Regions from separate parts of the Ovis aries genome. Here region 2 is linked to region 1. Evidence: chromatin contacts called from public Hi-C data. All regions are on one chromosome and are shown on one strand. Each heading gives the region's core, a stretch centred on a gene start, on an enhancer-like site or on the middle of the called end of the contact. The rest is flanking DNA. Distances are from core to core; before and after follow the strand shown.

Region 1 (2,848 bases), core at 110-2,609:
GACTCTTAGGTCTACCCTGGACTTCCTGTATCAGAAGCTGCATTTTAATTCAGATCCCCGAGTGATTCATCTGCACATTAAGATTTAAGAGGTGCTGATCTACGGCAGCACTGCTGCTGCTGCTAAGTCGCTTCAGTCGTGTCCGACTCTGTGCGACCCCGTAGACGGCAGCCCACCAGGCTCTCCCGTCCCTGGGATTCTCCAGGCAAGGACACTGGAGTGGGTTGCCATTTCCTTCTCCAATGCATGAAAGTGAAAAGTGAAAGTGAAGTCGCTCAATCGTGTCCGACTCTTTGCGACCCCATGGACTGCAGCCTACCAGGCTCCTCCATCCATGGGATTTTCTGGGCAAAAGTACTGGAGTGGGGTGCCATTGCCTTCTCCGATGGCAGCACTAAGCAAGAGAAATACAATGCACACCACGTGTATTTTGAAATTTCTTGTAGCCACATTTAAAAACATGAAAAGAAACGTGAAATTAATTGTCATTATATAGTGTCATTGAACTCAGTAAATACAAACTGTTATAATTTTAATGTGTAACCCATATAAAAATCATTGAAATACTTTATACTCATTCGTTAGGTTAGTGTTTGAAATCCAGTGTGTATTTCACCCTTACAGCACATCTCACATCGCACCAGTCACATTTCAAGTGTTCAGTAGCCACAGGACAGTGGCTACAGTTTTAGAAAAGGCAGCTCTAGAGCTTAGCGCGCAAATGAGATCTTAAGGTTACAGTGAAAAAATCTGTGGCAAACTGCTTCAGTACTTATCGGTGTTGTGGTCTTGGGCAAATTATCCCTCTCTGGCTTTCTTTCCTCATCTTGTGAACCAGGCAACTGTGGAGATTCGTATCTGGGCTCTGTCATTTACAGTTTCCTCAATAAAATAGGGCTAAAAATGCTCTCCATCCTATGTGGTATGTTGTAGAGATTAAAAGAATAAATACATGGAAATTCCCTACACCAATACCTGATCCATTATAGGCATTACTGTCCACAAGTTATAATGTCAGTAAAGGACCTATTCACAGTAACAATTATGAATAGTTGGGTGATATAAAAAATGCCTGTATTAAAATGTTAAATAAAAGAAACAATACAAAATGGTTTTTTATAATATGATCACACTTATATTAAAATCAAAGTAGCTTAAAATTATAGCTAGAAGTAAGGAAGCAAATATTAATTTTGATTATGTTTGAGAGACAGAATATTTTTGGGGAGACAGTGATTTTTTTCTTTCTGCTTTTCTAAATATGTGTTGATTTTGTAATGGGAACAAAATGAACTGTTTCTCAAACTGCATACTAGTTGAACTAGTTGAGAGCATGGGGCCTGGAATAATACTCCCTGGGTTCCCCTGAGGGCACTGTGGTGAGTGAAATAAATCAGAGAAAGACAGGCTACATGATCTCACTTACATGTGGAATCTTAAAAAAAAAACCTCATAGAAATAGAGAAAAAGTTTGAATGCTGCCAGGTGCTGTGTGGAAATCAGGAAATATTGGTCATAGGGTACAAAGTTCCAGTTATATTTAAGATGAACAAGTTCTGGGGATCTAATGTACAGCATGGTGACTATAATTAACAATACTGTATTTTGTACTTGAAAGTTGCTAAGAGAATAAATTTTAAATGTTCTCATCACACATATTATTTGTGATTACATGAGGTGATAGATATGTTAACTAACTTTATTGTGGTAATCCTTTCACATACTCTGTGTGTATCAAATCATTGTATTGTATACTTAAACTTGCACAATGCTATATGTCAATGCTACCTAATAAATCTGGAAAACAAAGAGTAAGATATGAGGAAGAGAAGATTCACTTCACAGATTTCAGAGAAGCAAATTTTATCTAAATCTTTAAAAATACTAGAGCAAACCCACAAATTCTCTGGATTCTGATTCTGGCTATGCTTTCCCTAGCTTATGATCTTGGATAACTTTTTAAACTGCTCTGTGCCTAGATTGCCTCATCTAAGAAATGGGAATAGTAATTATACTTAACTGATAAGAGTTTTGAAAATAAAAAAAAGAGTTGTCACGAGGATTAAATTATATAATAGCTAGGAAAATGCCTGGCACATGATCGCAATGGTTTGATAATGAAGATGAAGGAGGAGGGGGAGGAGGAGAAGGGAGATAAGGTTTGTGTTAGTGATCACTGCCTCCCTGGGTTTGGACCCTGATTAGCTGTTGGGATTTGGGCATGTTTCTTAAATTCTCTAAGCCTTAGTTTTCTCATCTGTAAATGGAATAACAATACAGGCAATATGCACAGATCACACAAAATTGATAAGGGGAGTACATAAGATCATTCGTGTATAGTGCCTGGATCACAATAAGCTCAATAATATTATCTCTAAAAAGTTAACACAAACTGGGGCAGCAATGTCTACTTTATAGATTGCTGTGAAAATAGAACGAGAGCCCTTTGAAAACTGCTGCTAAGTCGCTTCAGTCGTGTCCGACTCTGTGCGACCCCATAGACGGCAGCCCACCAGGCTCCCCGTCCCTGGGATTCTCCAGGCAAGAACACTGGAGTGGGTTGCCATTTCCTTCTCCAATGCATGAAAGTGAAAAGTGAAAGTGAAGTCGCGCAGTCGTGTCCGACTCTTAGCAACTCCATGGACTGCAGCCTACCAGGCTCCATGGGATTTTCCAGGCAAGAGTACTGGAGTGGGTGCCATTGCCTTCTCCGCCTTGAAAACTGAAGTACCCTAAAAATGAAGCGGTAGTTCAATTCGCTTCCACTAAATGGCAGTAGACACCACCAAATGCAGCTGAGCTCACCTAAACAAAGAGCTGAGGGAGAAAAAGACATTTTCCTTTGCAC
Region 2 (2,700 bases), core at 137-2,636, 240 kb before region 1:
CCTCACTGTGACAATGGAGAACCCTGACGTTTCTAGACCCACCCTCTAGAGGGCGGTAGCTCCCCAAGTTAAGAAAATGGTAGCTGATTTCTAGTTTATTTTGGAGAAAATGAAATACTGTAAATTTCATAACTTAAAACTGTGACCACTGTATTTGTGTACTGTTTGCAGTTTGGAGCTTAGGCCTGAAATCTTTAGATTAAAAAGAATAAAATATGGTAAACCTGCATTTATGGAAAAATATAGAACCCGAAAACTGATGATGCATTTACCCTGAAAAGTTATGTATTCTAGAAAGCTGAATATTTCTCCCTCATCTTTTCTTTAGGCTTTCAGACATCTCAACTAGCAGAGATTCCATTTTTAAACGTTCAGAGTTTATACTCAGGTTTCTCTTCCCTTTAAAATTCAACGGTTATATTTTCACTAAGGCATATCTAAAAATGTTCTAAGGTACTTTGCGAGCAGTTTTAAACAGTGCAATTTACTAAGTAAGTTTCAGTTTCCCTGGTTTTAATCTCTTTGGGTCTTCATTTTCTCATCTATAAAATGAGGGAACTACACTATATATTTCTGAGTCCTAACTTTATAGGATTCTCAGCAAAAACAGGCAGGGAAGCCAAGAAAGGGTGGTTACAAGACCTCAGATGAAAAAACCCCTCTGAGCATAGACAGTAGAGACTGGTGCTAGGTTTTGTTATTAATTTACATCACATTCTGCCGACCTAGTGCAGCCCAGATCACTGCTGGTCTATCCAACTGATCCACAGTGGATTTGCTATTAATAAAGTTCTCTTACTGTGTTGGTTTCTGAGTATGTCAGTTTACTAATACTTCTTAATCTACTGGTCTCAGTATGAAGAGTACCCTTCCAGCATTAATCATTTATACCATGGCAGCATACAGGAAATCAGGAAAGAGAAGTTAACAGCAAGGTGTCAGAACAGCCTCTCATGTCCACAGAATAGGGGTTGAAGTTCCATCTTCTTTTTCTCCCCTTTTAAAATAGCAGCATTTTCTTCAAAGTTTCAGTGAAGTTTAATGTATTTTCTATTTCTAATCACCATAAACAGCAAGTTCTACCAATCATTGGGGCTTTTTGTAGTTCCCCAGTGTCTAATTTGTCTCTCTCTCTCGCAACACTTGCCATGACAACGGAGAAGAGAACAGACGCAATCCCGTGTGCTTGTGCTTCTTGATCCCTCTCTCTGCAAAATGGAAATCAAGGCTGGTTTCCTGCAGATGACTAACTTGGAGCTCCAGGGATGCCAGACATGACAGACCTCTTATTGCCTCATGCTCCAGCTGAGGCGAGCTGTTTTGTAGACAGCCTCTGATCATTCACCCTGGCTTCCCTCCCACCTGGCTGTGTCTTGTGGAGCAACAGAATCACTTCCATTCTTTCTCAGACTGCTCCATTTTCTCTTGGCTCCTCTCCTCCTCCCCGAGGGATTGTTTTCTCTCAAATGTCAGAGTAATGCTTAAACAAGAAAAACAAGACTTCAGACTCATGTGAATCCAACAGATAGCACCTCTGCCTGCTCTTAATCTTTGTTCTGTTGTCTGTCTCACTGATGCCCTGTAGTGGGTGGGAATGGCTTAAGATTAATTTAACATCATGTATGAATGATGCTTCACTTTTCCCCATCATGTCAAAGACCATAGGTATTCTCTCATTTAGTACAAGAGTTTCATGATCTGAAAATTCCTAAGTTCTAGAGTTTTAGAGCAAATACCTAACTACGGCTTGGAGCTTCAGGTTCCTGTTTTTCAGAAGCTTCCCTTTGTTTCTCATGTCATTCTCAGAATTTGCCTTCTGAGTAATAAACCTAGTGGAAATATTTCTTTGGTCTTAATATTCTCACTGGTAGGTACAATAGGTATGATGCTTAATCACAGACACTGAGTACCTCTGGCCAGCATTGGTAGATCTGAGAAAACTGAGGCCACAGAAAGACACATTATCTGTTTCTTAATGTGGAGTAGAGACCACATTATCAGGGGATTTTGGACATGTGAGACAGCCAAAGTTCCTTTCTAACTTTTCACTAAGTCTCCAGAAAATAGCTGTATGGATTCAATGTATGAATGAATTAGGAGAACAAAGGGACTTTTCTGAGGGGTTGATTTTTCCCTTCTCTAAAAAATGGAAAGCTGACTTAGCATTGACACTTTTCTAGGGTTTCTTCCAGTCCTGCCTAAAGGCAGTAGTATATGAGAGTATTCATTGCTGCTATGATCATATGATGACTTCCCAGGTGCTGCTAGTGGTAAAGAACCCACCTGCCAAAGGAGGAGACATATGAGACTCAGGTTTGATCCCTTTGTTGGGAAGATCCCCTGGAAGAGGGAATGGCAACCCACTCCAGTATTCTTGCCTGGAGAATCCCATGGACAGAGGAGCCTGGAGGGCTATGGCCCATTAGGTCGCAGTCGGACATTACTGTAGGAACTGAGCACACATGCGGCCCTTATTTAGGACAGTGAGCCAGGCAGTTTTAGGCATTTTATATATATATATATATATATATATCTTAACTGAGTCCTTAGAATAACCCCATGCAGGAGGTATATACTATTATCTGTATTTAGAGATGGAACTGAGGCAAAAGTAACTAGCCAGGGTCACATAACTAATGAGAGATGTGATTCAAAATTCAAACACAAGCTTCCAGCACCTTTATACAGTGAAACTGACTT

Evidence for each region. Hi-C and Micro-C count contacts between places; a contact is called where the count stands out from the background.
Region 2: a Hi-C map of tail adipose tissue shows a contact between it and region 1, with 2.7 times the contacts expected there. The contact joins two enhancer-like sites. A contact is called at or near these places in 2 of 16 Hi-C or Micro-C datasets (muscle and tail adipose tissue).

What each region holds. Positions count from the first base shown.
Region 1 is chr6:72,845,447-72,848,294 of ARS-UI_Ramb_v3.0, reverse strand. No RefSeq gene overlaps it. Among named protein-coding and RNA genes, the nearest start is that of REST, 64 kb to the left of the region's middle. Within about 2 kb of position 1,359, at least 4 of the 54 cell types and tissues checked have an H3K27ac peak or open chromatin away from gene starts, as enhancers often do. A contact at or near this core is called in tail adipose tissue, where this site is marked.
Region 2 is chr6:73,081,892-73,084,591 of ARS-UI_Ramb_v3.0, reverse strand. No RefSeq gene overlaps it. Among named protein-coding and RNA genes, the nearest start is that of POLR2B, 14 kb to the left of the region's middle. Within about 2 kb of position 1,386, at least 3 of the 54 cell types and tissues checked have an H3K27ac peak or open chromatin away from gene starts, as enhancers often do. A contact at or near this core is called in tail adipose tissue, where this site is marked.